Regions from separate parts of the Mus musculus genome. Here regions 1, 3, 4, 5 and 6 are each linked to region 2. The links are chromatin contacts, called in public HiChIP or PLAC-seq and promoter capture Hi-C maps. All regions are on one chromosome and are shown on one strand. The core of a region is the stretch at or near the end of the contact, and the rest is flanking DNA. Distances in the headings are between cores, read along the strand shown.

Evidence for each region. Promoter capture Hi-C pulls out the DNA fragments that hold promoters and counts their contacts. HiChIP or PLAC-seq counts read pairs in DNA pulled down with a chosen protein or histone mark.
Region 1: an H3K27ac HiChIP or PLAC-seq map of extraembryonic endoderm stem cells shows a contact between it and region 2, with 5 times the contacts expected there. The contact joins the promoter of Lrp2 here to the promoter of Cers6 in region 2. A contact is called at or near these places in 5 of 39 promoter capture datasets (the 3T3-L1 cell line, cranial neural crest, embryonic stem cells and 2 more), 4 of 484 Hi-C or Micro-C datasets (all in embryonic stem cells) and 7 of 115 datasets of contacts at active chromatin or transcription factors (astrocytes, embryonic forebrain, embryonic stem cells and 2 more).
Region 3: a contact with region 2 is called in a promoter capture Hi-C map of embryonic stem cells, with 2.3 times the contacts expected there. The contact joins the promoter of Bbs5 here to the promoter of Cers6 in region 2. A contact is called at or near these places in 3 of 39 promoter capture datasets (the 3T3-L1 cell line, embryonic stem cells and hippocampal neurons) and 2 of 115 datasets of contacts at active chromatin or transcription factors (embryonic forebrain and extraembryonic endoderm stem cells).
Region 4: a contact with region 2 is called in a FOXA1 HiChIP or PLAC-seq map of pancreatic cancer cells. The contact joins the promoter of Ppig here to the promoter of Cers6 in region 2. A contact is called at or near these places in 1 of 39 promoter capture datasets (cranial neural crest), 1 of 115 datasets of contacts at active chromatin or transcription factors (pancreatic cancer cells) and 1 of 9 other capture datasets (adipose tissue).
Region 5: an H3K4me3 HiChIP or PLAC-seq map of embryonic forebrain shows a contact between it and region 2, with 6 times the contacts expected there. The contact joins the enhancer-like site here to the promoter of Cers6 in region 2. A contact is called at or near these places in 8 of 39 promoter capture datasets (the 3T3-L1 cell line, 3T3-L1-derived adipocytes, the C10 cell line and 4 more), 2 of 15 datasets of contacts at CTCF or cohesin (the NIH/3T3 cell line and large pre-B cells), 3 of 484 Hi-C or Micro-C datasets (adipose-derived mesenchymal stem cells, cerebral cortex and uterus), 14 of 115 datasets of contacts at active chromatin or transcription factors (the NIH/3T3 cell line, astrocytes, bone marrow-derived dendritic cells and 10 more) and 1 of 9 other capture datasets (liver).
Region 6: a contact with region 2 is called in an H3K27ac HiChIP or PLAC-seq map of SST interneurons, with 9 times the contacts expected there. The contact joins the enhancer-like site here to the promoter of Cers6 in region 2. A contact is called at or near these places in 5 of 39 promoter capture datasets (the 3T3-L1 cell line, 3T3-L1-derived adipocytes, cranial neural crest and 2 more) and 6 of 115 datasets of contacts at active chromatin or transcription factors (SST interneurons, embryonic forebrain, embryonic hindbrain and 3 more).

The regions. Positions count from the first base shown.
Region 1 is chr2:69,584,589-69,587,288 of GRCm38.p6, forward strand. It overlaps Lrp2 (low density lipoprotein receptor-related protein 2), which reads right to left and starts at 1,441. Exons shown (of 79, transcript NM_001081088.2): 1 at 1,227-1,441. The coding sequence starts at 1,305.
Region 2 is chr2:68,860,023-68,862,722 of GRCm38.p6, forward strand. It overlaps Cers6 (ceramide synthase 6), which reads left to right and starts at 1,419. Exons shown (of 10, transcript NM_172856.4): 1 at 1,419-1,783. The coding sequence starts at 1,614.
Region 3 is chr2:69,645,920-69,648,619 of GRCm38.p6, forward strand. It overlaps Bbs5 (Bardet-Biedl syndrome 5 (human)), which reads left to right and starts at 1,252. Exons shown (of 12, transcript NM_028284.3): 1 at 1,252-1,423. The coding sequence starts at 1,365.
Region 4 is chr2:69,721,613-69,724,347 of GRCm38.p6, forward strand. Ppig (peptidyl-prolyl isomerase G (cyclophilin G)) reads left to right here and starts at 1,476. Exons shown (of 14, transcript NM_001081086.1): 1 at 1,476-1,751.
Region 5 is chr2:69,417,361-69,420,060 of GRCm38.p6, forward strand. No RefSeq gene overlaps it. Among named protein-coding and RNA genes, the nearest start is that of Gm36393, 13 kb to the left of the region's middle. Within about 2 kb of position 1,276, at least 39 of the 459 cell types and tissues checked have an H3K27ac peak or open chromatin away from gene starts, as enhancers often do. A contact at or near this core is called in differentiating embryonic stem cells, embryonic basal ganglia, embryonic forebrain and 1 more, where this site is marked.
Region 6 is chr2:69,450,338-69,453,037 of GRCm38.p6, forward strand. Lrp2 (low density lipoprotein receptor-related protein 2) reads right to left here. Exons shown (of 79, transcript NM_001081088.2): 62 at 925-1,047. Among named protein-coding and RNA genes, the nearest start is that of Gm36393, 46 kb to the left of the region's middle. Within about 2 kb of position 1,259, at least 7 of the 459 cell types and tissues checked have an H3K27ac peak or open chromatin away from gene starts, as enhancers often do. A contact at or near this core is called in SST interneurons, where this site is marked.

The DNA.
Region 1 (2,700 bases), core at 191-2,690, 720 kb after region 2:
CATCCACAAGCCCTCCCCTCTCTCCTCTCTATAAATGGGGGCTTCCACAGTCCTCACCCATCAACCCCAATATGTGATCTAGGGAAATCAATTTATTGCTTTGACTAATCCTGCAACAATAGGGGTTTCATTTTTATTGTAGGGCAATTAAGTTGTCCGACGGGAAAGAGCGGGAGGGGAAGTGGGGACTGGCCCATCCCCACAGACAGATTAGTCCCTGCAGAGGCTGCAGCGTCCGTTCTGTCTGTCTGGTGGTCGGTCACACGCAGCACCAGGCTGCTACCTAGCAACGAAAGCCAGGGAGAGAGCTCGTGGGTTCTCCTTGAGTCAGTCTCTCTCTCTCTCTCTCTCTCTCTCTCTCTCTCTCTCTCTCTCTCTCTCCCTCCCTCCCTCCCTCCCTCCCTCCCTCCTTCCTCACTTTGCTTTCCCGTTTTCTCCATTCCTTTCAACTTGTCTCTCATTTTCTTCTCTTATAGTTTTCTATTCTAAATAATTTCCTCCCTTTCCTCTCTCTCCCTGTTTCACGGGGAAGGAAAAAAAAAAAACCTCCCGGACAACTTGAAAAAGTTTGTAGTCACTTTAGAAACTTTCTGCATTCCAGTCCCCAAACTCAGGCGCAGCTAACCAGCTCCATTCATCAACACAAAAGCACCCGCTCTGGGTAGGAAAGGGAAAGCCTTCAAGAAAAGTACTCTAGTGTATCAGCCGCTTCCTCTGCCAATCCCACCTCCCCGCCTTATCTGGGCTCGTAAACGATCGGTATCATGAGATGCGGTCTCATGGGGGTCACCGCGGGACAGGGTTTCGCCACTGATGGAAGGAGGCTCTGGCCGGCGGCCCCTGGCGCACGGTGGGATCGGATCTCCCGCGCCGGCTGGACGCTGCAGGTGGAAAGCGGCGCTGGGAGCGGCGTGGAGGACCGCCCCGCCCCAGCCAGAAGAAAGCTGCAGACCCACGCGGGAGACCCTCGTACTCCAGGTTCCATCCTGGAAAGCCTTGAGGGTCAGGACTAATTCCCGTGGGAACAAAGGCACGATAGCCGTGGGACGAGCTGTCACCGAAACCGGTGCGTCCGCGTTCCCCAACCAGTACAAGAAGCGGCGCTGCAGTCATCTCTCCTGGGGTCACCGGAGCGCTCAGCCGGAGCAGCTCCGCAGCCGCCCACCCTCGTCCGGCTCAGCTCCGCAGCGACTATGGTGGCGTAGCGCGGGCAGGTGACCGCTTACCTTGGCCACTGACTGGCGCCAGGCAGGCAGCGATCGCCAGCAGCAGCATCCATGCCGCCGCCGCGGCCCCGCGCTCCATCGCGGAGACGGCCCCGGGCCTCGCCGTTCCTTCCCCGGGAGGTGGGCGCGCGTCGCAGCGGGCACAGGCAGGTTACTCCGCTCCGGAACAGGAGTCTTGCTCAGCAGCAGTCGCTGGCTCCTAGAGGCAGAAAGCCGGTCCCGGCGCCTGAGGCATCCCGTTTTCTACCCGCGCCAGTCCCCACCCTCCAGACAGTGCATAAAGCCCTCTAGACCAGACCGCCCCGGAACTAGCATGCGGGAATCCAGTGGGCCAGGCCCCCTACTGCCCGGCCCGCCCCCTGCACTTTGCGACTCTGGGAGGAGTGGGCCCTCGGACACTTGCGCGCTAGCACATGCACACTCCACAAGCGCGCTCGCTCGTGCATGCTCTCACCCAGGAGCACAGGCTCCGGGAACACAAAACTGCCTCCCACGCTGGCGAGCGCCCACCCCTCGCTCGCACGAGCACACACACTCCAAGGTCCTATTCAATCACTGACAATAATCGCCGCTGCTCACATTCGGAGCAAGGGCTTGGCCTCGCCACTCAGAGGGATGGCTAGACGGGGCGAGGAAGAAATTGGCCACGGACACAAACTCTAAAACGTTATCACCGGTGGGAAGGAATGGAGAAAGGGGGGAAGTCAAGAGCAGCGACTAAAAAAAGAAAGAAAGAAAGAAAGAAAGAAAGAGAAAAGATGAAAAGGGAAAGAAAAAGAACAAATGGGGAAAGGGGAGCAAGGAAAGGGGAAGAGAAAGAAGGGGGAAGAAAAGAAAAGGCAGAGGGTGTTTTAGTGCGGGTCTTTCATCTCAACACTCGGGAGACAGAGACAAGTGGATCTCTGTGAGTTTGAGGCCAACCTGGTCCACACAGTTCCAGGACAGCCTGGGCTATGTAGAAAGAACCTGTCTCAAAAAGAAGGGAAGAGGGAGGGAGGGAGGGAGGGAGGGAGGGAGGGAGGGAGGGAGGGAGGGAGGGAGGGAGGGAGGGAGGACCAGAAAAAAGCTGGACAGAGCCAAGCCGCCTGACCTCCTTGCCTCGGTGTGAACTCGCTAAGCTGCCTCGGGGCCCTCCTCCCCCTGACAGGGTGCAGGCTACCCAGATGGGGTAGCTTGTGTTTTTATAGTCAGAGAGGAGATTCTATCATTGCTCTGGAGGCCATAACTATCTGGCTCCCCAAGCGTCAGGTGTCAGTCATGCCAGACAGCGTCTCCTACAGTTCTGTTCATTTCGAAACAAAACTTGGGGGAGGGGTTGTTTTCTCCGCAATGCCAATAATGAGAGAAACACCAGGAATTCGGGAGAACTCTATGGTTCCCCTCGGGGACCACACTGAACCTGTTAACTGGGAGACAACCCTCTTTAAGAGAGTGGACCTTACACGAGCCCTTCAGACCCCGGTCTTCAGTTCCG
Region 2 (2,700 bases), core at 169-2,668:
TGTGAAATGGTACGGCAGTTTAGATCAGCTGGTAGCCAAACAGGTAGTGGAGGGTGTAAGGTAATGGTTTATAAAATGACTTGGATGAATTTGTGATGTTAGAAAGGAAGTATGCAAGCAAGAGGAAAGTGGCTGCTTCCTTTTGGACTGAGCCGTGACCACAGGAAGGACAGGTCTGGAGGAGAGAGTAGTCATCGACCATCCAAAGAGAACTGCTAGGGACTGAATGTGTTCTCCCCAAATTCAGTGCACTGGCATTTGGAGGCTAAGCCCTTGGGATGTAATTAGTTTATGAGAATGAAATCTTGGGATGTAATTAACTTATGAGGATGAAACCTTGGTTGGAGCCCTAGTCAGATGACACACGGGTGCAGTCTCTCTGTCTCTGCAACAAGAAATTCTCTGCGAAGACAATCACCTGTCAGGAAGAGTCCAGGAAGGGTGTCTTTGCCACCCCTTAGATTGCCTAGAACTTTGGCTTTGGACTTTGCCTCTGCAAGTATGAGGAACGCATTTTCATTGATTGAGCCATATGTCAAAACAAACAGCCTGAATTAAGGCAGGAACTGACCTTTGCAATCACAGCTGACCTTGAGTGACTTCATTGGGTGGGGAAGGCATGAATGGAAGTTCAATAAAGAACAGGAGGTGAGAATCAGGAGGCCTTGAGAGTTTGGTTTAAAGGCAGGGAGAGGAGGAATAAATACTCCTGCCCCCATTATCTACCAAGTCAAAATGTGGTTCCCACAGTATTTTCAGAGGTTACTGGCGCAGTTCCCCATAATGCTGCCGTTACTAGCTGCTATCACCATTAGACACCATCATCAAGCAATTCATTAATCAATCATAAATGCCTAATTTCTTGTGCTACTTCATAAATCAAAATTAGGAGCCTTGTTCCTTGGGGGACCCAGCTCAAGGGGAAGCAGTAGTGTAAAACGTGCCAGGAAGGTCAAGGAGGGGGGTGAGGTGCGGGTCGGAGGCAGAAGTCTCTTGCCAAATCATCCAGCCCCAGTTCCTGATTTTCTTTTAGCACTGGAGAGGATGATCCTTCCCCTCCCACTCCTTCCTCCTTCGCCTTTGCGCCCCCTACTTCTTCTTCTGGGGTTCTTTTTCAGCGCAGGGCTCTCTCTGGAAGCTCGGCCCCTGCCAGGCTCCTTTTCGCCTCCCTGCGCTCAGGAAGAGGACAAGAGCGCAGACACTCCAGTGGGGCAGGAGCTGGCGTTCTAACCAGGTGCGACCCAACTTGGGGCTGGGACAGAGGTGCGGGACGCGCTCCAGGTGCGGGTCCAGAGCCAGAGCGCGGCCCGCAGCTCCCAGGGCGTGGGCGAGCCGGCCGCGTGTGCCTCGGTGCTTGACGGGAACACTAGCCAATCAGGGCGTGCGGCCAGGCTGCCACGTGACAGGCGAGGCGGCCCTTTTCCCAGCGCGGCCAGAGGGAGGAGTGGAGCGGATCGCGGAGCCTGAGAGTGCAGCGGCCACAGAGGAGGCGGCGGCAGGCGGAGCGGCAGCGGCAAAGGCTCCCGGCCAACCCAGCGCGCATCCCCAGTGCCCTGAGCTGCAGAGAGCTCGGAGGAGCGCGGGAGCAGCGACACCGGAGTGGACAAAGCAAGATGGCAGGGATCTTAGCCTGGTTCTGGAACGAGCGGTTTTGGCTTCCGCACAATGTCACCTGGGCAGACCTGAAGAACACGGAGGAAGCCACCTTTCCGCAGGCGGAGGACCTCTACCTTGCCTTCCCCTTGGCCTTCTGCATCTTCATGGTGCGGCTCATCTTCGAGAGGTAAGAAGGGCCGAAGTGCCTGCTCTCCCGCACACACGCACACGCGTGCACACTCGCCTGCTCCGTGGCGCACGCCCCCGCGCTTGGGCTCACACCTCCCAACCTTTGTGTTCTCTGTGGGGTCCCGATCCCTCGGCCAGGCTGACTTCTAGGGAGCTAGAGAGGGTCCAACTCGACCGCGGATTTCCTCCGGGGCGCCACGAAGGGGCGGCAGGGCGCTTGGTCACCGCCCGCGCTCCTCCTTTCCCGGCTTCCTCCTCCTAGAGAGGGTCGGCGAACAAAGGTGAGCGGAGGCTGGCCGCGGGGAACCGCTGCGCCGAGGGCTCGGCCGGCTCCCTCCGAGCCGGCACTAGGCGCTTCCAGATTGGGCTTCTCCTCCGAGGCTCGCCGCCACCCACCTGACAGCCTGGAACGATGGGGACGCGCGGCCCGGAGGGAGGAGGAGCGCACACACTTCCAGCCCTTCCACTCTTGCACGCACGCGGGCCGCGCTGCAGAAGAATTTGCTCGGACCTTTGGCTTTAGCTTGCTCCCTGGCTTCCATCCGTGACACGGAGTTTTAGGCCCTGGGTCCTGGGAAATAGGTGACGACAGCACTCCGGATCGCTACTGGTTTCTTTAAAAGAGGGCAGAACAGGACCGGTGCCCCTCGAAATAGTCATTTGAATCGATAGTAGGACCCCGTGACTAATCATAAGCGTCTTGCTGGTACCGGAAGACACTTGAAACGTTAAAAGAATTGTCTCATAATTTTTGGTATGAGTCCTCGATTTGGTTAGATCTCGCCATTGTAACTGCACACAAACTTGTGCTACTCTCACTGAGTCAGCCTTAAGTCACAGAACTAGATCTTGCCTGCTGTGCATTCAACACTTACTCGTGAAACAAAATCAGCACCGCACACTTCTTTCTTTTAA
Region 3 (2,700 bases), core at 2-2,501, 790 kb after region 2:
ATGTGTGCCATTACTTCCAGCAGCATACCAAATCCCATGTCACCTTTTTTTAAAGGTGAGCATGGTGGTTCACACTGCAATCCTAGTACTCAGGAGGCTGAGCAGGAAGATGAACGTTAACAGGATTTGAATAATATAATAAATCCTAAAACCAAAACACCATAGTGCATTAAACAAGTAGCTGGGTAGAGAGGCTCTAATCCCAGCATTCTGGAGCTGAGGTGGGAGGGTTGATGGGAGTTCAAAGCCGCTACATCGTAAGTTTCAGGCCAGTTTGGCCCACAAGTGAAACCCTGTCTTGGAGAATACAAACAGCAAATGAAGTGTTCTGTGTGCTTACATACTCAGTTATACATAATGTGAACCCGTGACCCAGCTAGAGTTTAAAAGGCAAGTGTTTTCACGTCACTCTGCTTATGGAACCATGAGAGGCTCCTGAGTATGCCCAGGAGACCCCAGATCACTCTTTGTGAAGCAGTAATTTATTTAACGTGTTACTTGTTTATTGATAATTTTCATATAGTAAAAGAAAGCCATTTGATTCGTTTAAAAATATATAAAGTATGTTTATAATCCCAGTATTAGGGAAACTGAAGCTGTTACATTTCGAGGCCAGTCTGGGCCACAAAGGGAGACCATGTCAAAAAAAAAAAAAAGAAAGAAAAAGAAAGAAAGAAAGGAAGGAAGGAAGGAAGGAAGGAAGGAAGGAAGGAAGAAAGGAAGAAAGGAAGAAAGGAAAGGGGGAGGGGGAAGGGGAGAAGGGGGAGAGGGAGGAGAGACAGAGACATAGTTTATCTTGTACTCTGTGCTGCACATTGATCAATGCGGTGAACTTTAAGAATCAGGTGTCTACGTTTTGTTTGCTCACAATAGAGGGACCCCAGAGCTGATTTGTGAAATAGGACGCAAGGGCTGGCACTATACGAATCTAGGGAAGCAATGGTTCTGACCAGATGTAGTAGGACCTCTAACAGGTTCTGAGCCTCGGGCTGGAATGTAGCCAGAGATCCAGGCCACCAGGGTATGGGAGGTGGGCAGGGTCAGAGCCCCATCAAACCAGTAATGTAATTTGATGAAGTTAAGATTTCTAAATGGTGTAGGAAAACAGCAGGAAAGCTGAAATGGCTAAAGTTCTGCGCAGAGAACAGAGAGGTGACTCAGAAGTGAAGCAGCTTCCCAGCCACCCGCCTCAACAAGACCAAATGACGCAAACGGGCTGGGAAAAGAGCGCACACTACCTGGTGGAAGCTTGGGCCCCGGCGCCCGCCGTAGATGTCGTGACAAAGCCGGCGCGTTGCCTTGGCGCCCATAAGACGCCGCCGAGCAGCCACTGTGGATTTCATCGGCGAGCTCCCTCGGTCACCATGTCTGTGCTGGACGTGTTGTGGGAGGACCGCGACGTGCGCTTCGACGTGTCCTCGCAGTGAGTCTCAGGATGCGCTGAGACCCCGTGACTATGGTCCCCTGCGGTCTTCGGCCCTGCCCTGGCCAGCGGCCTATCTCAGTGTGCGCCCATCAAGGCTGTGACCCTCCGCGTCCTGCGGTGGAGGGGACATAGGGCAGGGATTCCGGAAAGCAGGGTTCTAGAACAAAATCCGGAATAGCATTGCACACTACGGGCCTCTGCACGGTTGGCGTGTCTGTAAAATGAGGGCGGTGGGAGTGAGAATTCTCCAAAACTCCCGACCACGCAAAGCTTGTGTCGGAGCTAAGATTTCATTTAGTCCTTATCTAAATCTTTGAGAGCTTGTTATAAAGAAGCCCTGTTTGTGGGGGAATATGCTTAAAAGAGGAGATGGTTAAAAACCCTTCCTGCCCAGAAATCAGGGAGGGGGTCGCTGAGATCGTGATGGAAAACATAGAAGCTGAAGTTCTTGGATCAATAACTACACGGCGCCTCAGCTGCTTCCTAATGGTGCTTTATCATGAGCACTGTCTCCTAAAATAGAAAAAATGAGATATTGGTACATTTCTCAGTCTTTGTAGTAACTGGATGCCTAACATAGTATTCGTTCCTTTTGGAAGTTGAGGGAGGAGGTATTTGTGAAATTACAAAGTACAGTAACTCATTACACACCTTCTATGGCTTTCCCTGTAGTTCAGGGAGTGCCGTGGGTCTTAATCCAGACGAACCCTGTTTTCATGAACATTTTCAGTTTACAGACATCTGTCTCAAAAATCAAGACAGGAAAATAAGAGGGGTTGATTATCACACACCCTTCCTCATTCTAGTGCAGGAGAGTAGTCGTCACACAGCTAACTCAAAGGATCAAACGAGCCTGTGGAGATAGAGTGCTTTCTGTGCGCATCATTCACAGTGGAGGTCAGAAGTTAATTTGCAAAGCCGGGCGTGGTGGTGCACGCCTTTAATCCCAGCACTCGGGAGGCAGAGGCAGGTGGATTTCTGAGTTCGAGGCCAGCCTGGTCTACAGAGTGAGTTCCAGGATCAGCCAGGACTGTACAGAGAAACCCTGTCTCGAAAAACCAAAAAAAAAAAAAAAAAGAAGAAGAAGAAGAAGAAGAAGTTAACTTGCAGAAGTCGATTCTCTCCTCTGACTGTGTGGGTCCCAGGGATGACAGACACTCAGGTCATCAAACTTGGTGGTAGCCACCTTTACTCGCTGACCCACTCACTACCCTCCTGAGGATACACCTCATACAACCCTTTTAAAAACCATCCTCTCCGTAACCGCCCGACGA
Region 4 (2,735 bases), core at 226-2,725, 860 kb after region 2:
CTCCAATTTGCTATGTCTCCAGCCCGAGTTCCTGAAACTTGCTTGTGAGTTTTGGGAGTTTCATCCTGATTTCCCTCCAGGAGGAAACATTTCTGTCCAGATGAAATAACTGTACAACACTCTGCCTTACTTCAATCTTCTAAATTCTGTGTAGGTCTCTGTAGCCTCAATCTTAGAGATCCGACTACCTCTGCCTCCTAAGTGCTGGGATCAAAGATGTCCACCGCCACTGTGTGGCATCCTAGATTTAATTTTTACAATGGAATTCCTTTTTGTTTGTTTCTGGCTTTAAAAGATCGATTTCTCTCACAAATTAAGATCTTAGGTGAATGAGCCCGATAGGAGGCATTTCTGCTCCATGTAGTTATTCTGGGATCTAAATTCCTTCCATTATGTTATTCTAATGCCTGCCAGTTCCTTGTTTGTGGATGATTAGAATATATTGGCAAATGAAGAAAATAAGAGGCAATGTCTTAAAGCCTAGAGCAGCATGCCACTTTGTCTCAAATTTCATCCTCGAAAATTAAATCACATGGCCAAGGGCTGGCGAGATGGCTCAGCCATTAGGAGCACTTGTGGCTCTTGAAGGAAGACCCATATTGAGTGTCTCGTAATGCTTTTAACTCCAGTTTGGGGACGGGGAGGATCTGACACCCTGTTCTGACCTCTGCAAGCAGTTATAGATATACAGTGCATATACACACAGGCACAAATACAACCATATTAAAATAGGACCAGGCATTTGGGATAAGAGGCAGAGGCAGGGTAATCTCTTAAAGAGTTTGATGTCAGCCTGATCTACGTAGAGAGCTCCAAGGCAGCCAAGGTATATAGTAAGACCCGGTCTCAATAAAATGTTAATCCCCGACTACTGGGATTAAAGGCATGCGCTACCACGTCCCGAAAGTAGCTCATCTTTGTTACTAGCTTTTGAGCGTTTGCTGAAGGTTCCTTGGAGGCAGAACGTCTCTCTAAATACCTCGACAGAGGATGTCACTGTTTATAAAGTGATGCGCATCATTTCGGGAGCGCTGTGACATTCTGACGGATCCACACCGATCCAATCAACTCTCAGAAACCATCAAGCGACCCGTCGGGAACGTATTTTAAAAGGCAGAAGAGACCCTACAAGCTCAAGGAGAAGATGCTGACGTCAGCCCGGGAACGCCGGGAGTCGCCGGCACCCATCCCTGACGTACTTCCGGCGCGACACCTTCCCTCCACGCCTGGCCTGGGCTGTGGGGGAGGGAGGCGGTTAGTGGGCTTTAGCGCCTTTCCTGACGGCGGTAGATTTGAAGCGCTTTCCAGGACCGGGCCGGGAGACGAGAAGCCCGCGGCGGGGCAGGTGAGGGATGCGAGAGCGTCTGTCGGCGCGGCGGCGTCTTCTGCGGGCCTTGGGGACGAGAGCGGGAAGGGCTCAGGGCGAGGGGCGGAGCCGCGGCGGGCCTCTGGGCCGAGGTAACCGTCTTTCCGTCGAGGTCTCTGGGCTGCTCGGGCTCGGAGGGGTGGCCCCGGGGACCGCGGCGCGGCCTGGGGCCCCGTGGTGGCCCGGCGGCTTGCAGCCGAGCCCCGGGGCGAAGGAAGCGGCTCTTCCTCTCCAGCCCCCGCCCTCCCGGCTCGGGCGCACACCTCCTCCCTGACGCATTTTGCCGCACAAGCTGTAATATGGCGGCAGCGACGGCAGCCTCGGCTCCCGGGAGCTAGGTTCGTTTTGGAGGCTTCAGAACCGGGAGACGGAGCGCTGCGGCGTGGTAGGTGGGACCTCTGGTTAGGGAAGGGGGAGGCGCAGCGCGAGGGCCTGTCAGGTTAGGGTTAGGGAGGGACGGGCGCAGAGCCAGGATCCCCGGGAATAAAATCGACCGCGGGCTCCGGTCCTCCCGACCTTTTCCTCCCGTAGGACAGCGGCTGGCGTGCATGCCTCAGTGACACAGGCCCTTGGTGTTAGGGACACTCCTAAAACTCAAATGCGAGATGTTAACCTCAGGGCCTTAGAAGTTTTCTCATGTTCCTGAGCGACTGGAAGCGGCCGGGCCTTTGGGGGAGGAGGATTCTGTTGAGGAGAAGATGGTTTCTGAACCCCGTTCGCCTTTAGGAGAAACGAACTGATTTTTTCCGTGTTTCCTCTTGATGTCGAACAAAGTCAACCGTAGCGGGCATCCGTTGTCTAATTGTTTTGGAAAACCTTATGGAAGCACCACCCTGTGCACTCAGTTTGATTTCTTAGCACGAATACATTACTTGCGCTAAGTAAAGATTAAGTAAAGACTCTCTTTGTTTGTTTGTTTTTGATCACCAGAACATTTAAGAAATAATACAGTGTTTTGAAAATTTGGAAGGTCCATATTAACTTTCAGAAGCTAAATCCAGAAAGGATAAGATTTGTGTTAGTGTCATTCCCATTGTATAAAGAATATGATGACTAGTAATTGCTATTTTGTAACAGATACTGGACAGTTCGAGGAAACCTTTTTTATAAGTTTTAAAAGATAGCCATAAGAGGAACTGCACAGATACTTAGAAAGGCTGCTTCTAACTTACCTAAAAGTGTAACTCCTGATTTGGTGTCACAATGTCTATAATCCCGGGCTGAAGAGAAAGGGTCACCAATCAAGGCCAGCCTGAACAACTTGATGAGACAAACAAAAACACCTTAGGGACCCCACTCTTTAATTTTAATAATGTGGAGTGTTATTAGTCATGTAATAGTTTACATTTCTCTCTGTTTAAAAGAAGCT
Region 5 (2,700 bases), core at 26-2,525, 560 kb after region 2:
CTAAAGGCCCCTTAAGGAATTTCTGACATCAGCTTGGCTCCAAGGCAGTGAGGTCTGAGTGCAAGCCTCCAGCTTGCCTGCCAACCCACTCTTAAACCGGCCCCTCTTTCACCCCACAACTTCTCTTCAGTTCCCAGGCCCAGAGAATGAATGGAAACCAAGTGATCTTTCTCCCACATCTTTACTCACCTCTTAGCACTATCAAGCAGACACTGGGAGGTGCCTGGTATTTATTTTAAAAAAGAAAAGGATTTCCTCAGCAAGAGCTCTTCAGCTTTTGCTTAGGCTTAAACGCCAGGAAGTAGCTGTTCCCATAAGAACCATCCAGAAATGAATAAAGCCAACCTAGTACGTGTCCTGGGTAGTGCTGTAAGAGTGCAGTCAGTGAACAGTCCACAGTCACAGGGAAAACCAGAGATCAAACCAGCTGTTGTCAGTCCTTGTGATAACCCAGAATAGTCCAGAAGTTAGTCAGAGGCAAATATAATGCTTTAAGTGATCAAAAGATATAGATGTGTGTATGCATGTATGTATGTATGTATGCATGTGTGCATTATGATGTCCCTATCTGCCAAGTCCTGCCCACCTTGGGTCCCCAAAGCTCACTGCCCCACTTAAAGAGAGGAAGCACAAGGGACCAACTGGCCACTTGGGGAAGCTGTGCAAGATGAAATGCAGGGGACAGTGGAGTGTCCCCATGTGCAAAGCCGCTGCATGGTGCCCCTCAAAGTTGAGCTCTTGGCACCAACTTTCCAAATTATGGGATGAGTGTTAGTCATATAGGTCTGGCATTAACATGCAAATAAGAATGCCCAAGTCCTCCACTTCACGCTTTAGGGTCCTCTTTTAAAATCCAGTCGCTAGCTATGGCTATAAAAGAGAGGGTAAAAAAATAGCGGGACCTTTGCATGCTTTTTCTCATTGAATTCTCTATCCTAAAGCCAAGGCACTTCTTAGACCAGAGAGAGGCAGGGAGAGGGAAGGCGGAGACTGTGAAAGCTTAAAGACATTTCACCTATTCTCACACAAAAGCTTTGCCTTGCATAAAGAGCTGCTACTCCATTCTGTCAATCAAATGTAATAGCTCTGTTTTCATTGCAACCACGGTATAAGAAAAGCCAAAGTCTGCTACAAAGCCCCCCTTCGTGTATTCAGGGACATCACAGGGAGGCTTAACCCGGTCATGTCTGTAAACTCACCAGGCTGCTAACTGTGTCTCTCTTCTTCTCTGTCTCTCCCGCCTACCTCTCTCCGGCCTGAATAATCGCTTTGACTTCCATACCCCTGGCTCCCTGGAGAGGGCCTGTGGGGAGGCACCACAGAGGCAAGCACGTCTCCATAAAGAGATGTGACAAATCGTTTGAGTAATGTGTTAGCAGAACAAAAGAACAAAAACCAAGCTTGCATCCTTAGCCGTGCTTCTCTGAGACAGGATGGGGGTGGCAAGGCCTCCCCACTCCTGTAACTGTGAGGGAGGGCAAGGGCAAACACAGAGCAGGCGCTGACTGGTCATCCCCATGCCAAAGGCAACATAACCTGCCGTACTGGTTAAAAACAAGCAAGCAACCACCACAAAAGCAAAACAGAAAACAAAAGCAAAACAAAACTGTAGTTTTGAGAGTACAGAACTAGGAAGAGATAGCTGGATGTCAAACAGAATATGACCACCTCATTCCACCACAAGAATTAAAAGAAAGGAAAGGAGGGGGAGGGGGAGGGAGAGAGGGAGAAAGCTGCCAACCTCCACCTCTGGCTATTAAAAAGTGACTAAATACCATGTTTCCAACCCATAATCTCTCTCCCAACAGCATCCTCCTGTTTTTAAAGCTGCCTTACCTGTGGATAAAGCACGGGTGCACACTTGGTTTTATGGACCCACCCACTGAGCTGGCTTAGGATCACCACCCCAGTATAGGCATACGGAAAAACCACCAGAAACTGTCCCCACCCCCATTCTCCTGAAGGGGCCACAAAGCCCAGGAAGGATTTCCTGAGCCTCCTCTGAAGGCAGCCAAAGGTGCAAAGGTCCTGTAGGCCTCGTGTGTGTCCCCTTCTGCTGTGTCCATCTGTCCTGCAGGTGTACACCAGCACTGACCACTTGTCATCAGAGCAAGCCCTGGAGTTCTCTCTCTCTCTCATGCTTCCTGTCTGTAGAGCGCTTGGTTGGGTGGAACTTCAATTGCTCTGGATGCTTTCTCTTGGTAGCCTGTCTCCTGCTATAGAAGTACCAACCATAAACATAGCAATGCGCGAAGACTAAACCCTTGAGGAGACAATACCTTCTTAGTGATAGTTTAGATTTTTTTTATCCTCTCCTATTGAGATGGGGACAATTTTAGAAATTATATCTTTTAAATACAGAAAATGACCTTTCCAGATACCCAAAATAACACCCAAAATAACAGAAGAGCAGGAGAGCATGGGCTGCTGCTACCTCCTGACCGAAAGGGTATCTGCGTTCTTTCTGCCCTTGGCCTCTCTTCTCTGTGTCCTCCAGCAGGTCAGCGAAGTCACGTTGGTGTTGGTGCCCCCTCTGAGCAGGGGACACAAACCACTATTGTCTTCTTTCAAGCAATATTTGCCAATGGGTCAATTGAGACCAATGACATTTGGAGAGAAAGAGAGAGAGAGAAAGAGAGAGAGAGAGAGAGAGAGAGAGAGAGAGAGAGAGAGAGAGACTGATCCTGCAATCCTGCTATT
Region 6 (2,700 bases), core at 9-2,508, 590 kb after region 2:
CTAATTTTTTCATTCCAAGTAGAATGAAATAAAATTTCTGTCATGCTTTTATTGGAAAAACTAGCTTTTCCCATTTTCTCAGTGGTTTCTTTCTAAGCAAACTTGCAAAACACTGAGTAGAGTACTCAATAGAGTAACTTTTAAACAAAAGTATGATTTCTGATATTTAAATGTGAAATACAGCCAGTTTCAGGTTTTTCTCTTGAACTAATCTAAGGATGGCGAGATGGATCTGTGGTTAGGAGCACTCTTTGAGAACCTGGATTCAATTCTCAGCACCAACAAAGCAGCTCACAACTCTAACTCCAGTTCTAGGTGACCTGATACCCTCTTCTAGTCTTGGGTTGGGCACCAGGGATACATGAGATGCAGGCATACATGCAGGCAAGATACCCAAATACATAAAAAAATAGTAAAATAATATACTTTTTAAAGATATCACTTCATTTTTCTCCTCTGCAAAATGGATTTCCACATCCAAGAAGGATACCGGGTTAGCTATGTTAACACGGAGGCACCTTATTTAACATGATCTTTTCAGCTGAGCATTAGAAGAAATATACATTCACATGCCAGATTAGCAATTAGCGACTGTAGGTTGTGAAGTCCTCATCCTTGACAACAAATACAATTAACTTTGTGGAGTATGACTCAAGCAGTTGGTCTTTTCTCTCATTTTTCTAAAAAGCATGAAAGTATCTTATTTAAACTTAGCCTAAGCAAAGAGTCATCAACATCTTCCTCAGGGGAGATAGGAAGGATAGGGCAGGCTGGTGTGTGAGCAATGTACGAGTTCACACTGTCTGTGATTCACCACTACAGGCACAAAGCAAGCCTCTCCAGGACCATTGGAAACCCCGAGGAAGATCTCACAAACAGCTAAGGACCCTGGTTTCTGCCTTCTCCTTTTCCCATTCTGCTTACAGTGTTCTTCTTTCTCATCGCTTCCATCTCCACAGTCATCCACACCATTGCACAGCTGGTGGCCATAAATACAGCGACTGTTATCACACCGGAAACGCTGTGGTGACTCACATGGAACATTGACTGGGAAATAAAAAAGGAAGCTCCAAATTAAAAGTAGAAGTGACAATGTCTAAAACCTCCAGGCTATCCCAGTGCCAGGCTCACTTCATTCACTCATCACTCATTCATTCATTCACTTGCTCATTCAATTAATCAACAAACATGTCCTGAGTCTCAGATACACATTACATCACTGTTGCAAGTGCTAGGTAGATCCTAGATATAGAGAGGTGCAAGAGAGACACAGTCTTTATACTCATGGAACTTGAGTCGGACAGGAACAGACTTTACATACAGAAGAAGCTATATAAAAATCTCTGTGGCTAGGGCACAGAACAAGGAGGACATATGTGTTAAGTCATGGAGTTGGAAAAGCCATTGAGATTATATAGGAGTCATCCTGACAGCCAGGAGACCACAGTTTCGTCCTTCTGATTGTGATCTTTAAATATCCATAACACGAAGTCTTCATTTCATCCTGTCTAGCAGCGACTTATGCAGCTGGGAAGAACAGAAGGGTCACACCCAGGCACTGGAGACACAGTCCTCTCTGCATGTACCAACATGTCAGGGAACTCCCATGATGGTTAGTGTTAATGGATTGTGTAAGTGGGAAAGTGAGCCAAGCACTAGCATACACACACTCATTGGTCTCTTCTTATGGCTCTGGGTATACGATAACCAATTACTTCAAGCTCTTGGTGATGTGAACCCCCTGCCATCGTGGACTGGAACCTGAACCTGTCTTCAAGTTGCTTTTTTTGCAACAACAACAACAAATGAAACTGAGACATCCATATATGTAATTCAATGAATAACTCATAAATCTGTGTTGTTCTTCTAAATGGAGGACTTGAATTATTTGGACTTCCCATCAAAGACAGATATCAAAAGATGACCCTTGTAATTAGGCTCCTTTAGAGGAAAGGAGGAGTCGACCCCCAGGGCTGATTCTTGAAAATACTGTTAGGGAAACTACTATTTGAATTATTTGCTGTGAATGGCTGGTACAGACATTAGGAAAGAACATGGAACATTTGTGTGAGTATGTGGAATGGTGTATGTGTGTGTGTGTATGTGTGTGTCCTCACCTCTCTAACATTTAATTTTATTTGCTATGACAGATTTTGCCTTACAGAAAGAAATAACTTCCTAAGTGCTTCTGAAATTTTGAGTCACAGGGCAGCACTGGAAGGCCATTGTGAAAATACAACAGTCACTGAAAGAGGAACTCTGACATCACACTCAGTAATCCCATCTCTGCACAGAGAATGAGTAGGACGGTGCAGGAAGAGAATGGAAGTGATAGGACTTTGGAAGCATTGTTGAATTAGAGCCACTTCACTCGAGCCATCGGAAGATTTCAGGCAGAAATGTCCCTGGGTCCCTTCTGAAACTGCAACTCCCTTCTGAATCGCTTGGAAGGTGTCTTCCTGAACAGGAGCCTGGGCCACCCAAGCCAAGCAAATTTACATTTCTCATGTTTTCCACCAGTGATTCCCAGCCCGAGGGAGACACTGTGAGAATTACTACACTAGCCTCTCACCAGTGATCCAAAACAACTGCAGCTTCATTCACTTGGTGAAAATCAATAGTTCTTAACCGGGGACGAATCTAAAAAGCACTGGAGCTTTTAAAACGTAGTTTTGGGGAGATGGACAGAGGCTCAGAGAT